Regions from separate parts of the Sus scrofa genome. Here region 1 is linked to region 2. Evidence: chromatin contacts called from public Hi-C data. All regions are on one chromosome and are shown on one strand. The core of a region is the stretch at or near the end of the contact, and the rest is flanking DNA. Distances in the headings are between cores, read along the strand shown.

Evidence for each region. A called contact is a pair of places that touch in the nucleus more often than the background predicts.
Region 1: a contact with region 2 is called in a Hi-C map of skeletal muscle, with 4 times the contacts expected there. The contact joins the promoter of ARID2 here to the enhancer-like site in region 2. A contact is called at or near these places in 3 of 47 Hi-C or Micro-C datasets (embryonic fibroblasts and skeletal muscle) and 2 of 2 datasets of contacts at active chromatin or transcription factors (alveolar macrophages and skeletal muscle).

Annotation. Positions count from the first base shown.
Region 1 is chr5:76,634,945-76,639,042 of Sscrofa11.1, reverse strand. It overlaps ARID2 (AT-rich interactive domain-containing protein 2), which reads right to left and starts at 1,658. Exons shown (of 22, transcript XM_021092987.1): 1 at 1,222-1,658; 2 at 1,014-1,107. The coding sequence starts at 1,313.
Region 2 is chr5:76,313,521-76,317,544 of Sscrofa11.1, reverse strand. ANO6 (anoctamin-6) reads right to left here. Exons shown (of 22, transcript XM_005655713.3): 18 at 1,979-2,109. Among named protein-coding and RNA genes, the nearest start is that of ANO6, 200 kb to the right of the region's middle. Within about 2 kb of position 1,659, at least 17 of the 83 cell types and tissues checked have an H3K27ac peak or open chromatin away from gene starts, as enhancers often do. A contact at or near this core is called in embryonic fibroblasts and skeletal muscle, where this site is marked.

The sequences.
Region 1 (4,098 bases), core at 409-2,908, 320 kb before region 2:
TAACTATGAAATAAATACCCATTCTACAGAGATGTGGAGATACCTCAGGCATCAGTGGGTGATTCGGCTCGATCCGTAAGAGTAACTGAGCAAGGGCTGCTTGAATCACTGGGTTTTCACCCAAGAGCCCTGTATTTAACAGCACTTGTTTTGTTTGGGGGGCGGGGGGGGGTGTTGGTGGGTTTGTTTTGTTTTTGAAGCCCGGACAATAACCAATCGCAAGTCCCTCTGTCGCCCCCTTTTAAATCTCAACGCGGTCCGTTTACACTAAAAAAAAAAAGTTCAAAAGGATCAATACTGTTCCGGACAGCGACGTCCGCAGGTTCTGGGGGGGCCGGGGCCGGGGCCGATTCCGATCCCTCTCCCAGATCTATCCATCTCCATAGGCCCTTCTTTGAGGCCTACAGCTTCTGCCTAGCCTTGAAGCCTAAGATGGCTATTTGGAGACAGGTCCTGGTTTCTTTTGTTAGCTGTATAAACCGAGGGCGACGGGGCCGAGGCTGTGCCCCCGGCTGCCGGGATCATTTCGCAGCCGATTATCGATGTTAAACCTGCCCGCGCTAATTTTGAGTTGCACGAAAACTGCTCTCAGAGTCTGTGTGTCTCTGTGTCTCCGCCTGTGCTAGAGCGGCAGCGGCGGCAGAGCTGACTCGCGAGCGAGCGGGCGGGCGGGCGCGGGCGCGGGGCGGGCGCGGGGCTCGGGCGGGCGCCCCGCACGCCCGCACTCCCCGCTGCGGCGCTCAGACCCCGCCGGGCCGGCCGGGCACCGGGCAGGGCGCGAGCCGGCGCCGGGCCGCCCGCCCGCCGAGCCCCGCGCCCGCCGCGCGCACGCGAGCCACCAGGCCAAAAACAGCCCCGCCGCCGTCCGCCTCCGTGCCACCGGCTGGGAGCGAAAAGAACGCCTCTGGCCCCCGCGGGCCACCCCCCCAGCCCCGAGCGCCCACTCCGGGGTCAAAGGAGACTTTTTGGAGGAGGCCAGCGAGAGGGAAATACAAATTAAAACTTCCACTCACCTTCGCGAATCCGCCTAAAGTAGTGACTCTGGTGTAGAGACCGTGAAGATCCAGCTCCTTCCCACCCACCGCAGGGATTTTTTTAAAAGGCGACCTGCGGGAGAGAGAAAGCCCCGCACTTGTCAGCCGGGACCCCGCGCCGGCCCGGGCGGGAGAGCCCTGTTCGCCCCGGCTCGCCCCGGCGCTGCCCCCCCGGTTCTGCTCTCACCCTCTGCTGTGGTGGAACTGCCGCAGCTCGTCCAGGAAAGCGAGTCCCTTTCTCCGCTCGTCCGGAGGCGCCTTCCCCGTCGAGTTTGCCATTATTTTTTCAAAGGAGGTTTTTAAAAAACCCAGATCGGTGTTTTAAAAGCGCCCCCCGCTCCCTGCGCTTCCTACCAGAGCCCGGAGCCCATTCCTCGGCCGGCGGCGGCGGGGCTCAGTCATGGGCCGGCGGTGGCGGCGGCGGCGGCGGCGGCGGCGCAGGGAGGGAGGGAGGGAGGGGGAGGAGGAGGAGGAGGAGGGGAAGGAGGGAGCAGGAGGCCAGGGGGAGAGGAGGGAAGGAGGGAGGGGAATTTCTAAAAAAGTTTAAAGAAATCGGAGCGAAACTAGAGGGGCAGGCGACTGCCGGATCCGCGCGAAGCCGCGGGGCGAGCGCGGCCCCCACCCCTTCCTTCCCTCCCTCCCCGCGGCCCGGCTCTCGCCCGCCTCTCAGCGCCGCCGGCCCAGGCGGCTCGGCCCGGGGACGCGATTCAACATGGTGCTGCTGCCGGGGACGCGCGAACAGGCCAGGGGAAAGGCGAGCTGACGGTGAGGGGCCGGGGCGGCCGGAGGCCCGGGAGTTTCGGCAGCCGCGGCGGCGGCGACGGCGGCGGCGGCGGCGGGGCTGGGGCAGGCGGGGCTGGGGGTGGGGAGGGGGAGGTCTGTGTGGTGGTTTGTGGAAAGCGGGGTGACAGCGTGTATTCCGGCCGCAGCTCCGCTGGGCCCTCGCACACATTCACGCGCGGCCTCGCGGCCGGGGCGTCCCCGGGCAGAAGGCACCGGCGGCAGCCGAGCCGCTGCGCGCCACCCGCCTGCTTCCCTCCCCGCCAGCCTCCCTCTCTGCCGGCTCCAGCGCCGCCACAGCCGGGCAGCCAGCGCCGCACAGCGACCCCCGAGGGCCGGCCGCGGCACTGCGCCTGGCTCCACACCGCCCCGGCTGCTCCTCGCGGGGAACAATAGACTCGGCTCGCCGGGCTTAGGGTTCATCTGCAATGTGCCGCACATTTCACACGCACACAAAGCCGGCGGAAAGGGGGGAGGCGCGGGGAAACGGCCACTACCGGTTGTTCCAGGGTTAGGGGTGGAGGCGATGTTCGCGTCCCCGGCCCGGCTGTTGGAAGGGCCCATTGGAGTCCCCGCCCGCCCGACAGAACCTGTGTGGCGCTCGGGAGCGAAAGGAAGCCCAGAGGGGCAGCTCCTCACGCTCCGCATCTTTTCACTGATCAGAATAAAGTCAATCTGTCAATCTTTTTTTTTTTTTTTTTTTTTTTTTTAAGGTCTAAGAGAATCGGCTTTTCTGAGCCTTGTGCTGGTATTTGGGGGCCTGGTTAGCACATTTTCCATGAATTATCCACAAACTAACTTTAGCGAACTGTAAATGAAATACAATGTGAACTGTCCTAGTTCTGTAGAAATAGAGTCATGCTCTTAATTCATCTTCCCTTTGGCTTCACGTCTCAAACTAGATTATTCTGTGCTGAGTTATGCAAACAGTAATTAAACTGGTTGGGAAGCAATCTTTTGAACTTTGACGATAATAATTAACATTTGTTTTTATATTAAGGTATCTTAAAGATAGTGCGCTTTAAACCACTATTGACTAAAACCTTTAATTTTTGCTTTCTCTGAAATGTCTCACATGCGACCTTAGTTCCAAATATTTTTTCTTTGAAGCTCAAAAAAAAAAAAAAAAAAAAAAAAAGGCTGCTTAGATGGGAGACTCAACACCTCAACAAATACTACAAGTTTGCATCTACCAGCAGCTGGAGTCAGCCCTTTGCTACAAATGTTAATTAAGCTCCACGACGTGTGAAGCCTATTATCATTCCCATTTCTGTGACGGCCACTACGGGCAAAGTCACCGACAACCAAGGACACAGGCCAGTAAAGGTCTGGATGGGTTATTTCAGGTAGTGATTCCAATGAGAACATGTACTTGGTGGTGAAAAGAATTATGTAATATAGCCCAGCACGCTTCCGGTGCTTACTCTAGGAAACGGATTTATTTCGCAAGGAAAGTTTGTCTCTTAAATGGGGTCGGTTATAATAAGGCTATGGCTGGGAAGTTCCTGACACCGAAGGGCCAGTAAGTGCCTCGGAAGCCAGGGAGGGGCGGAGACCCAGGCTGGGGGAGTGTAGGAGCCGGGCCGGGGCCGGAGGCGAGGGGGGGCGGGGCAGGAGGGAGACCAGGTCATCTGTCCCTTCCCCCACCGGTCCGCTTAGGGATGGTGGAGATGTGGGCCGCAGAGCTGCGAGGCCCGAGCTGTGCGGATTCCCTGAACGCCGCACTTGCGCACAGCCCCTTACGTAACTGTCAGCGCCGGGGATTCCCTAGAGGGGGTCATTCTATTCAACCATTACACACACCCCGGGCTCCTGCCGCCGCGCCGCCGCCTCACAAAATGGCGGCGCCCATAGAGGAGACAGCGGCCGCCTCCTCAGCCCCATTTTGTGGGAGGCGAGAGATCTGTCAACATGGAATACCTCCGCTGAGGAAGCATCCGAGTTTGGAAATCCTGCTTAAGGATGGAACCGAGGGGATCTCCTTCGACGGAAAATGTCAGCGACTCCTACCACCTCCACGCTTTTTCACTGTTTTCGTTTTCTCGAAGGAAGCGCCCGAAGCTGCTGGGGTACTTGTAACTAAGGAGAGAGGAGAAAGCTGCGGCTGACTGCTCCGGGGACTTGCCGCGGCGTTTCCGTGGCTCTGGTTTCTCTTCCACGCTGCCGGCAGCTGACCGCGATCTCGTAGGAGGGTCGCCTGGGCCGCCAGGCCCGCTCCAACGGGACAGGGACCGGGCGACGCGGAGCGGCAGCGGCGGCCTGCGCCGCACCACTTGTGCAGCGA
Region 2 (4,024 bases), core at 410-2,909:
ACCTGTGGCATATGGAAGTTCCTGGGCTGGGGTCAAATTGGAGCTGCAGCTGCTGGTCTAAGTCATAGCAACACCGACCCTTAACCCCCTGAGTGATGCTCGGGATCGAACCTTCATCCTCACGGACATTATGTCGGGTTCTTAACCCAGCGAGCCACAACAGGAACTCTTATTTACTTATTTTTTGATTATGGTTCCCTGTGCTATACAGTCGGACCTGGTTGTTTCTCTAATTTATATTTAACAGTATGTCTCTGTTAATCCCCAAATCTTAATTTATCCCTCCTCTCCTCTTTCCCTTTTGGTAACCGTAAGTTTGTTTTCAAAGTCTGTGAGTCTGTTTCTCTTCTGCAAATAAGTTCTTTTGTATTCTTTTTTTAGATTCCACATATAAGTGGTATCATATGATATTTGTCCTTCTCTGTCTGATTTAATTTCACAGGATAATCTCTAGGTCCATTTATGTGAGGCCAAATTATTTAATTGATAATTATTTTAATCAGACTATGAAATTCTAAGAGTCCAGTTTCTCCCCAAAGCATGATCATATAACTCTTCTTTTCAATGCCCTTTATTTGACTAACTACAGAAAAATAACTTTTTCTAAGATTTTTTTTTGTGTTAAAGTAGTAATGATATTCCATCCCAGAATGTTAGTATTCATGCTGATAACAGCTCTAGTAAAAAATATCTACAATCTAAAATATATCTACAGTCATTTTGGAACAACAGGTAATTGTCTTACAGTCCTTTTGAAAAGAAATAGAATAAGTAACTATAGCATCTACATAAATAACTATAGTGTCTACCTTATTTACTACAGCTACACCCTTAGTCAAACCTGGTCACAAAACATAACAAAAGCAAAAATGAAATTCAAATCAGACTCCTGGCTGCAAAGCATTGTTGACTGAAGAAGCTACAAAACAAACCTTTCACTCACCAAAAGAGGCAGATGCATTTCCATGTATACTGTATATTTTTAAAAGCAATTATTTTATATGTAGAATGTGATTTAATAAAAACCTCCCCTATCTGCAGACTTGTAAACAGGAACCACAAAGGAGTATCTTTGCAAATACACAAACCCCCATGCAAAAATGCAAAGCCTCTCAACCAAAATCCTTTCCAGTTCTCCTAAGCTTAAAAAACTGAAATTCAATGCAACAGTGAGCTGAAAGGGCACATACAAATATATCCATTGTTAGCCTTCTATTAGATAAAAGCGTGTCATGCATAATAGAAAAGATGGTTTTTCCTATGGAAATCTATTTTGAGAAGATCCATTTAAGGCAACCAAATAGAGAGCTCAAAATCAAGTTCAACTGAAGAGAAACAGAACCCAAGCAAATAGTACAAAAATGACAAAACATTCACAAAGGAGAGGACTCGTGCTAAATCTTAATTCCAGACCAGCGAAACAGTTGCAAATACAAGCCGATGATTTACCATGAGGTCACTCGGGAACCAGGCAAAAACTACCAGCCAGAAGAAATAGATACAACGTCAAAGGCAGGGTGAGATCGGGGGTGGGGAGGAGAGGGACCCCTGTGTTCCTTGCTCCCACAGGTTTTTGCACAGGCTTGCTTACATGACTGGGTTCAGAAAGGGATCTGCCAACAGCTGTGCTGCACTGACTCCAGCCCAAGCTGAGTCATATCTAATAATAGCTCTGAGTTCATTCTTAGACAACATGGTTAGCGTGCTAGGAGAATTAATCGTGAAGAGGTACCTCAATGAATATTCCATTTCCTTGCTTCGTAATAAATCTTCAGCTTTGCACGACGTAAATATTGACCAAAAAACCCATCACAGTCACCTTATTTCAAAGCTTGATCGTATCATTTTATCTAGTGGAGAAAAACCTACTCTTCATTTCAATATGTGGGATAATTATTTAGCTCGATATCAATGCTTTGGGGATCCGAAGCATGTTCTGATAGAATTCATATCACCAAAAACTTCACGGGCGACTTACTCATTTCCAGATATTCATAAAATAATCCCAGTTTGCCCATGGGCTGCAGATGGTAGTCCTGCTCCCATCTTGGGGTTCTCATTTCTGCTCCCGAAACCGTGCGACACCGTCCAATTAGATTCATGATCCAACTGCCAAAAAGACCAAATTATCAATCAGAATACTGTCAGACCAAGGCCATTAAAGTATTACTGAGAATCAAGCGGAAGACAGCACCTTCCCAAGAATTTCTTGTTTTCGTGCTCTATTTCTTATGTCTGCCTCCCTTCCCCCAAGTATTTTGAAAAAAGTGTTGACCACATACCTGGGTTTATCAAAATTGTAACTACTGCTGTCTTTTCTCCTTCCTTTTCATGTGGGTAGTTTAGTTTTTAAAAGATAGTCTCCCTCACTTGATTAATTTTAGTTTTCTTTTTTCCCCCCTACTTCCCTGCTATTATCCAAAACGGTCTTTCCAGTCTGAAAAATCACGGGAAAAAATAAAAGGGCATGTGAGCTGGTGATAAGTGCTGTGGAGAAAAACAAAGTGGGGCCAGGAAAGGAGGGTGCGTGCACTTGCGGTGGGAGGAGTGGGGAGGGGGCAGGGAAGGTCTCACTCCCAACAGTGACAGCTGAACGAGGTGAGGAGGGAGGCAAAGAGGCGAGGAGAACGGTGACTAGAGCGGCCTGGCAGCAGGAGCCCCTTGTGGCAGAGAGCAAGGAGGCCCCTGCGGTCCAGGGCAAAGAACAAGTCTGGTGGTTTGCGGGGGGTGGAGCCTAAGAGCCCACGCTGAGGATCTGGGCGTGTTTTCACACGCGGAGCCGCTGAAGAGCACTAAGCAGAAAAGGGACATGCTTTGACAATGGATAAACACAGATCCAAGATCCTACTTTCAGGGGAACAAGTCAGGGACCAAAGACATGCAAGCTTCCTCAAAGTCAGTGCAGAGCTTGAAGGAAACACAGCCAGGCCCGGCGACCCAGTGCTCTGCCCCCACTGGGCGCTGCCCCGAAGAGCAGCTTGGTATCGCCTCAGGTTTTTTTTTTTTTTTTTTTTGTCTTTCTTCTCAGAGGCTTGTGGGCCAGATGAATGCGTTCCCCCCCCCTTTTAATGGCAATTTGTCCTGAAAAGAAATTGGAAACAGTTGGCAGTGAAACAAGGTGTGCACCTGTAGCCTATAGAGCCGTTTTCCCCCGAAGCAACAGCTGGCTTGCGGTTTGCGTGTGGAGTTTACCAGAAGAGGCACAACCACAACAAACAACTTAGCATCTGGCTGAACTGCGGCTGATTACAGCGCGTCTGGATGGCTTTCAAATGTGGACAGCGAGGAGGCGTCGCACTACCTTAAAGACAGTCGTCTACGTTGCACGTGCACACGTGTGTGTACAGCACGCACACAGTGTAAGATGTGAATTACAAATAGCTGACCGTGCTGGGTTTCCTGCTGCAGGTGACCTCAGTGTTCACTGTTCACACCCCTAGGCTTGCTAAGGGAAGATTTCTCTTCAAGAGACCGCACCCCTGGGTTTCACAATCTTTCTGCCTTTCTCTCTCCTATGCTCTTAAGGGAGGAGCAGGTGGCTGTGGAACGTGGATGGAATATGGACTCAGACACTTGAACCTGAACTGACGCTTCACTGCTTAGTCCTTATTTAATGTTAGTCAAGTTCAAATAAAATGGGGTGATAAAACCTGCACTGCCCAGGGCTGCTGTCAGGATTAAATGATTCAATACAGGTGAGGTAGTTAGCAAACTTTCTAACACGTCAAAATGCCCTGCGTGGGATTTTCTTTTGACCAGTACAGCCTATCTGGCTGAGGCCAACTGTCAGTGTGGCCGAAGTTGCTTAGACTCTTGGCTTGGGGACAGTGCCTGGATTGCTGGATCTCAGTCCAGCATTTATAAGGACGACATGGAACGCTGGTTGCCGGGGCTACTTCATAGGCCAGAGCCTGGAGCTCTGTAGTCAGGCCAAGTCTGAGGTTTGGCTGGGAATCTGCAGTTTTATAGACATTCCAGGGGCCTTGTGATGTAGATGGCACTGAGGACCACACAGGTCCATCAC